Regions from separate parts of the Zea mays genome. Here all the other regions are linked to region 3. Evidence: chromatin contacts called from public Hi-C data. All regions are on one chromosome and are shown on one strand. Each heading gives the region's core, a stretch centred on a gene start, on an enhancer-like site or on the middle of the called end of the contact. The rest is flanking DNA. Distances are from core to core; before and after follow the strand shown. Region 1 holds the start of LOC100274961. Region 2 has its middle 8.5 kb from the start of LOC100147731. Region 3 holds the start of LOC100193776 (lazy plant1).

What was found. Hi-C and Micro-C count contacts between places; a contact is called where the count stands out from the background.
Region 1: a Hi-C map of ear shows a contact between it and region 3, with 2.1 times the contacts expected there. The contact joins the promoter of LOC100274961 here to the promoter of LOC100193776 in region 3. A contact is called at or near these places in 3 of 25 Hi-C or Micro-C datasets (ear, leaf and tassel) and 1 of 3 datasets of contacts at active chromatin or transcription factors (leaf).
Region 2: a contact with region 3 is called in a Hi-C map of tassel, with 2.6 times the contacts expected there. The contact joins the enhancer-like site here to the promoter of LOC100193776 in region 3. A contact is called at or near these places in 2 of 25 Hi-C or Micro-C datasets (ear and tassel).

Annotation. Positions count from the first base shown.
Region 1 is chr4:19,817,304-19,820,003 of Zm-B73-REFERENCE-NAM-5.0, reverse strand. LOC100274961 reads left to right here and starts at 1,336. Exons shown (of 4, transcript NM_001174537.1): 1 at 1,336-1,453; 2 at 1,624-1,719; 3 at 1,817-2,296. The coding sequence starts at 1,415. It also overlaps the pseudogene LOC111591476.
Region 2 is chr4:19,918,874-19,921,573 of Zm-B73-REFERENCE-NAM-5.0, reverse strand. No RefSeq gene overlaps it. Among protein-coding and RNA genes, the nearest start is that of LOC100147731, 8.5 kb to the left of the region's middle. Within about 2 kb of position 1,258, at least 18 of the 20 cell types and tissues checked have an H3K27ac peak or open chromatin away from gene starts, as enhancers often do. A contact at or near this core is called in ear and tassel, where this site is marked.
Region 3 is chr4:19,689,325-19,692,024 of Zm-B73-REFERENCE-NAM-5.0, reverse strand. It overlaps LOC100193776 (lazy plant1), which reads left to right and starts at 1,389. Exons shown (of 5, transcript NM_001138862.1): 1 at 1,389-1,481; 2 at 1,801-1,873. The coding sequence starts at 1,476.

The DNA of each region.
Region 1 (2,700 bases), core at 87-2,586, 130 kb before region 3:
TGATTGACTCTAGTGTAAATGAGAGATCGTAAAAAATATTCCAGAGAGGCAACCATGATCCATGATAACATAAATGAGCCTTTAAGTTAAAAATCCATTAGCATGAGTCTATATTTAGGAAAGACTAGTACAACGCCCGTGCATTGCGACGGCACACAAACATATTTGATACCCATAAAAAATAAATGTAAGATCAGAGTGAACATATCCTATATTAAACTGATAAGAACAAATATTACACCTTATCTTAACCAAAAGCCCGAGAAAGGTATGAGTTGAATAGGAGCCCGACCCTTTTTTATAAGTCGCTCGGGTGCTCGTTCTCCTTCAGATAGCGAGATGGTACTATGTGGGAGTATTGCTCTGCGTATGGCTTCCTATCGTGTTGGGCTTGGATGGTTTCTCAATGCCCATTTGTTAGGCAAGAAGCGGTAAAAGAAATAGACCTACATGCTTCGATGTGATGCACAACCCACAAAACCGGTGCTTTAATATAGTAGAGAGTTGACATGCTAGAAGAGAGAGACACATCTTAGCTATCGCCTGTCACCGCCTCTTTCCCAGGTTTGCGAGCGCTCAAGCATTTGTTGCCCTTCTTCTCACTGTGTGTGTGGTGCTAGCACACCAGCGTAATAGTGTTTGATCCTTACAACCGTGGATACCATAAAGATGTCGCTGGCGTTGTTGTGGTGTTGAGCGGCAACGAATACGTGAAGAGTACAGGTAAATATGTTATTGTTGTTGGTACGTGAGGATGTAATACTATTTTCACTATATTGACGCATTCTTCTTCTATTGTACTACACGTCTAGTAATAATGATCTACACTTCTCTTGTTGCATGTTATCTTGGTCGAACCTAGTAGATTTTCTAGCTTTCTGCATGTAGGTCCAGTAATTCTGAAGTGTTGATATAGTGTGTGTATAAATGTGTGTGGATGTTTGTATCTGAATAAAGACCAAGCCTCCAATAATGCTGAGGAACATGGTATATGCCTGTAGCTAGATGCCATAGACCCACATCATCAGAAATTAAACAACACATAGAAACAGCTGGATTTTTCATATATGACACAGCAATTTGTCTATGCTCCCTTTGATAGAGACACGGACATTTGTTATGTGTGCCTCATCAATCAGTAGTGCTGTATAAAGAACCACGGCTAAACAGCTGTTGCATCCTAGTAGCGCTATATCTTGTTCCTTGAGGACCAGACTTAGAAGCACTATTATCCCTGCAGCTTGCCTCTTCAGTATACTCCATCCGCTGCCCCGCTTCTCCTCATACATATATACTCTGTCAAATCCAACTTGTTCCATAACTCTTGTTCTCCATCGAAGAACAGACGACATACTCTCTCTCTCTCTCTCTTTGTCTCTCTCTACTCTCTAGACAGTCGATTAAAGGTGCACAAATGTGCGGAAAGATGGAGCACATCCACATGGAACACAAGGTGTGTATTTCATCTAGTTTCTGTTCTAGCTAGAGATGTGAATCCATATATAACTACTGGTGTTTTGTTAAGATTAACTAAAAAGGTTAAAATAGTTTAATTCCTTGTTAGAGTCATGTACTAGTACTTACTGGTTGTTTGTGTGTGTGTGTATTCATCCAATTCATCAGGGCTTACTAGGTGGAGAATTTAAAGATGGAATCTGCGCCTCAGTTCCCAGCCCCCTTCCTGGCACATCAAGCAGGCCGAACAGCATGGTTGTGAAGGTAATTAAGCAGCTAGTAATAGTATACAAGCAGAAGGTTTGCTTGAATTTTCGTCCAGAAATAATTGTGTTTGTAATAAACATATATATATAAGCAGAAGGTTTGCCCGCGGGAGTTCATCCCGGCGCACATCATCGCGGAGGCGATCTCGACGCTGCACGGGCTGGACCTGCGGTGGTCGGGGCCCATCACGCCCAGCGAGCGGCAGTACGTGGAGCAGTACGTGCTGGCCATGTACCCGCAGTACTCGCACGGCCTCATCGAGGACGGCAGCTGCGACAAGGACGACCTCTACTCCACCTACTACATGTCGCCGGAGGCCGGCGGCGAGCGGCAGCGTTCGTCGCCGGCGGGGTCGCCGTCGTCGTCGGCCGGCACGAGGCCCGACTCGGCGGACACGGTCCGGCTGGAGCCGTCGCGGCTGCTGGACATGCTCACCAAGAAGTCGTCCTTCCCGGGGAGCTTCATCTCGATCCCGGAGATCCAGGCCAGGAACCGCGTGCTCAGCCACTGCGGCCTCACCGACGACGAGTACCTCGTCCTCTTCGCGCCCACGCCGAGGGACGCCATGATGCTGGTAGGCAGAGCCTGTCGTTGTGGTTACCATTATCATTAGTTAATTCATTATTACTACAACTATAATGGTTTTTAAATCATGCCGTAGCCGGTCTTAATTCTTCTGGTTCAAATTGTTTAACCATAGGGGTTTGGTTTGGGACTAAAATTAATTATCCTGTGTCACATCGGATGCTTAAATGTTTATTATGAGTACTAAATATAATAAACATTGGCGCTGCATCGGCCATGCAGCGCCGAGGGATGCTTAAATGTCACATCGGCGCTGCATGGCCGTACTTGGTTTTTTAAGTTAGTACTACAAAGCTTTGGGATAAACTATTGGGTGATTTGGAACATTGATATGGAGGACTAACGAGGTGCAAGTGGTAGAACTTGAGTGTGACACGGTGATTTATTTATTTA
Region 2 (2,700 bases), core at 9-2,508, 230 kb before region 3:
TGATATCAACTGAGCATTAAATTCTTTATCAATTATATTATTATTATAGTATTCATATTTAATATTATAGATATTTGTAATTTTCTCTATAATTTTGATTAGATTTCATATACTTTTTAAGATATTCACTTTTGTAGAAAGTGGGAATAATGACTTAATGGGTAGCACATGTCTATGATTAACAGCAACATATATTAGACATGTACAACCTAGAGACCCTGAATTGGTCTTTCAAGTACTACAGATAGCTAATAGACTGCATGACACGACTCTAAGTCTTTGAATCATAAATACAATTAAGAGGCAAAATTACAAATAAAGTTAAGAGACAATATATATAGAGAATCACTAATAATTAGCCTCTTGTATTTTTTTTTAAATAAATCTTATAGAGACTTACCCTGTATGTACATATACGGCTGGCTGTAGCTAGTAAAGTGATAGGGACAGCTCACAGCTGTCATTGCACTACGCTACTTTTAACGAACGAGGTCCCCACTATCCGTAGAGCAAAAATAGAGAGAGAGTTAGATGATGATAGGCACTCATAATGCAGATTTCTATTTTTAGTAATAACTTTGTCGTGTAGATAGTTAGATGATGATTTATACACAATAGAATAGAGAGAGTAAAAATCAAAGAAACAAATTGATGGTAGAATAAACTAAGGGTGTTATGTCCAACCTATATACAAGATTTGTGCAAAATACAAATACTCCCTCCGCCAAAATAGTACGTAGTCGTCTCTAGTTTAAAAACTTAAATCTCCTAAAATACTCGAGAACTAGGAAAAAATTATCTTAATTTCTCCCTCTGTCCTTGAGAATTTCGAAGAATTTACTAGTCCTTAGCATAGAAATTACGGCACCATAAAATTTAACGGGGTGTGTCCAACCATTCCGACTCACTGATTAATTTGTTCTGCATGCATGGTTCACGTGACACCACCACATGTTTGATACTGGGTCGAGATCGGTCGATAGATCGCCGGCACACGGACTGCCGTGGGTGGGTGATGGGTGGGACCACCTCCGACGACGACAGGCCATGTTTTTTTTTGGTGGTGTGGGCCAGATCGGGCAGGCGTGCAATCCGTGTTCGTTTGCCAATTAGCGCACTGTGCAAAAGTTTCGTCGTGTTGTTGTGCGCCAACAACCAATCATGTCGCTGCTGGTTGCATGCATGCGACAATAGCTAGCAGCTGGTCACGTCCGGATGAGGATGTTTCTGCACCACATGCATCATCCATCCTACCGTTGGTTCACAGATTAGCACCACACAGAGTTCACAGGTCCATTCATCCGCATCCACAGCTGGGCCTCGCTGGGCCGTGAGCCAGGCCCAACGCCGCCTCCACAGCCATGCGCTGCGCCCGTAACAATGATCTAAATACAAATACTTGCAACGCTGTCTATGAATGAAATAGATGAAACACCATTGGTTTTGTTAAAAGCTAAAATGGTAATAGAATATTAGTTAAACTTACTTGAAACATCACGTACTATTGTGCTATATAGTTAGACAAATACTTATCATGTTGTCGGTCATATAGATCTAATTAATGTTGCCGATCATACTTTTGACGTCGCCTCTCATGCTTTATCGTGTAGCCTAATCACGTCTTAAATATGAAGCAACTCTTGTGTCCTGTGGTTCAACGCATGTTAACTCTATAGGTATGCCACAAAGATGCTGCCTTTTAAGCTCTCATGCATTTGCTTTGAGTCAATCACTCTATTAAACATGGAGTGCCTGCAACACAATAATGTGGAACATCAATTTCATATGTGTATTATAGGATTTAAGGAAATACACCGTCCATTGATCTTTACAACTACTATTGATTTGGATATGTTGTTCCATGACATCCAATAATATAAACTTCCACATTGCTTGACATTACACCTCTGGCAACTTCCTGTATAAATAAGGGGGTGTTTGGTTTCTAGGGACTAATTTTAGTCCCTCCGTTTTATTCCATTTTAAGTCATATGTGTTAGTCATTGCAAACATATGATGTAATATAGGTTTTCATATGTTTAGCATTGCAGATATGACCATCAACATCATAAGTGTGTTTCTAATCATTGCCACGGTTCTATTTATGCTTCTTAGATCAATCTTGGAACACTTATGAAGCCTGGAGTTTGCGAACAACATGGTAAGCCTCCTCATGGAACTATCATCTATACATATATGTGTTCATAATTAGATAATTTATATGTTGAGAGTATAAGACAAAATACCCAAAATATTTTACCAGACAATATTGCTTCTCGATCAAGTAAATGGATGAACATCCTCGATTCTTGTCCATCGATTGCTTAAGGATCTCTTTGAAATATATATTATTTACCTGTATACGACCACATCACACTAAATCTTTGACAATCTTTCATGCTTTCTTATGAAACATGCATGTATGTGCATGGACCAACTAGTTTTCTTCCACTAGGAAATGAAAATGTTGCTGCAAAATAAAATGTGTGGTAAGGACAAATATGTACTATATTTCAAAAAAACTTAAGCACAAAATAAAATATAAAACAATCTTATATAAAAGTCATGCCACATTGCTCCTTGTGTATTTTGATAGTTCGTATTAACAGTGAACCGACAGTGGTCCAAAGATATGGCAGGAACTCAGTCACCACAAGGCATAGTTACCATTCATGGCCAAGAAAATGATAGAGGTTACCT
Region 3 (2,700 bases), core at 140-2,639:
GCACCACTTGTCCAAGAAGCACTCCTTGTAGTCATTGATGGTGCTAATATTAGGATGCCAGCTCTCTAGTGGATTACGTCATGTCTGAGGCACAAAGCGCTCGTTGATGCAACATGCAAAGTACGCATAGTTAGTGATAGCCTTATCCTCGTCATGCACATGTAGCATTGTTGAGTGCCACCTATTAGATGAAAAGATGCATACCAAACTTGCTTGGTGTTGGGAGTCTGTTGCCCTCTAAAACATTGCTTGCAGCGGTTAAACAATGATAGTGCATCCTCCTTGTTGTCATATGTTGGGAACAACAACTTGTGGTAGAGTTGTCGAAGGATGGGGAAGGAACTAGTGGTGTAGATGGGTGAGGGTACAACGATGGCGTGGCGACTCACTCTCGTAGTTGGTGTTGAATATTTGTTCATGACCTCCTCCTCAAGCTCGGGGATGGACGATCTCATATTTGAAGCCTCCTTGTTCCATGTTTCCCAAGAAAGCATCGACCTTAGCAAGGTGCTCTTGCACCTTGTCCATGCGCTTGGTGAGGTCGATCATGGGATCAATCTAACCTTTGAGTACCAAATGTCACATCCCTATGGAGACACATACACAGAGAAGAAATAATTTTATTCTTGTTTGGATTGAAACCATTACATTTCTCCTATATTTATAATATATATTGGACTTGTATTCCAAGCAAATTTAAATAGTCCTTATAGATTTGGACACTTATTTATTAACCAACAAATCTTCTTGCCTAAGCAAATTCTATCTTTATTTACTAACTAAACTCTATTTTATACTCCCTCCGTTCCACAATAGTGTTCATTTTGGCTCCTCATTTTTGTGTCCATATTCAGATGGATGAAAATGAATCTAGACACATACATCAAATATTGTATGAATCCACTGATATGTTAAAACGAATACTATTTTGGGACGGAGAGAGTATATTCCAAGATTGTTGAAGGCTATCTTTGGGTTTTCATCTTTTTGGAATTCTTCTGACCAGGAGGGACTCTATTTATATATTCCAAGAAAATTAAGGATATATAGCGGGGTACCTAAGGCATGTCGATAATAAAGACTCTGACTAATAGGACCGAGCAACTCGGATTCGGTGGAGTGACTCGGACTTGGACTGTGCAACTCGGATTCAGCCGGGATACTCAAAATCGAAATCCAAGGGACTCGGTCCATAGGTTAATACTCATTTAATTTATATATATATAATTAGTTTTATGATTAAACTATATTTTAATACTCATATTTTACATCTAAACGTTCGATGTGCGTGGAAGCAAACACCCCCTTAGACGTGGGACACCACCTCTTGTCGACCATTTGTAGCCTTCTTCATGTTCCGTTCTGCCGACTGATGGATCACTCCTGCAGCTGCAGCTGCAGTGCGTCGCCGCTACTCCATCGTCTATTAATGGCTCGTGTAGCTCCAGCGCTCGGCTTAGACAAGCCTCTCCAACATGAAGGTCAGTCAGTAGTCCCACCTGCTTCAATTTCTTCCTCAATTCCCATGCTCCTCCTACCTAGTTCGCTAGTCAACTGATTTCGTTTTGGAGTTCTCGAATTATCGCCCTCTTTTCTTTTGACCTGTTCAGCGACGGTGGTTTTGTGAGTAAAAAAAATAGAGCACCAATGCAGCTGCAAATCATTCTCTACGCCTCCCTAATTAGCTTGCTCTGAATTGTTTGTGCTGCGGTTCAGTCAGTTGATTGGTAGGCAACAAGAGCTCTGTTTCTGAATTATGACCCATTTTTTTAACGCATGCATGTGTGTGTGTGTGATCAGCTCCTGGGTTGGATGCACCGGAAGTTACGACAGAACAGCAATGATGTGTTCAAAGAGTTCAACAACGCTGCAGGTACATTCATCCATCTGCCCTCTTCTTCCTTGCACTTTTTTTATTGGATCTGTTCATCAAACATCTCTTCAGTTTTGCCCTCTTCTTGCTTTTAATTCCATGGTCAAGAAGAGAAACGAAAGCAGACTTTCCATGCTCATCTTTCATAGATCATGAAGTGATTGATCATAACTGACAAGCAGGCACACATGTGGAGCCAGCTCAGCACACAATCCTCCTGTGCTCCACACGTCAGCCACAGTCCGTGCATAGTGTAGTTTCAGAAGAACGCTAGGTTTTGAACGGGTCCCTGAACTTTTGCTGTTTGTCACATTGGACTGGACTCTGGCACATGCCATTCCTTTCCAGCTTTTAGTCTAGCTCGACAGTCTCGAAATATAGTTCTTTCTAATCCACCTATTTTCTGTCCGTGTTCATTTAAATGATAATAAATATAAATATACATACAAACTACATTTATATAATATTTAATAAATGTATAATTAGTTTTAAAACGACTTATATTTTAGAATAAGGGGAGTATTTCTTTATAGCAACATTGTCCTATACGAAGGCATCCTCATTTTTTTGCAAGGTATGTATTGCAGGATTTTTTTTTCACGCGCGTTTTTTAGTCATATACCACGTGTTGGTATTTTCGTATAGCTTAGTGTGGGCTGAAAAAATGTCAGGACATCCAGTTCGAATTTAAATATTTGATCGATTTAACAGAAGCTGTCCATATGTAAATTCCGTACTGACCACCTTAGCTGACACCGTACATATTCCATAGGAAAACAAAATACTCAATTTTGGTTTTAATTTTTTTTTTGTGGAGATCTTAATTT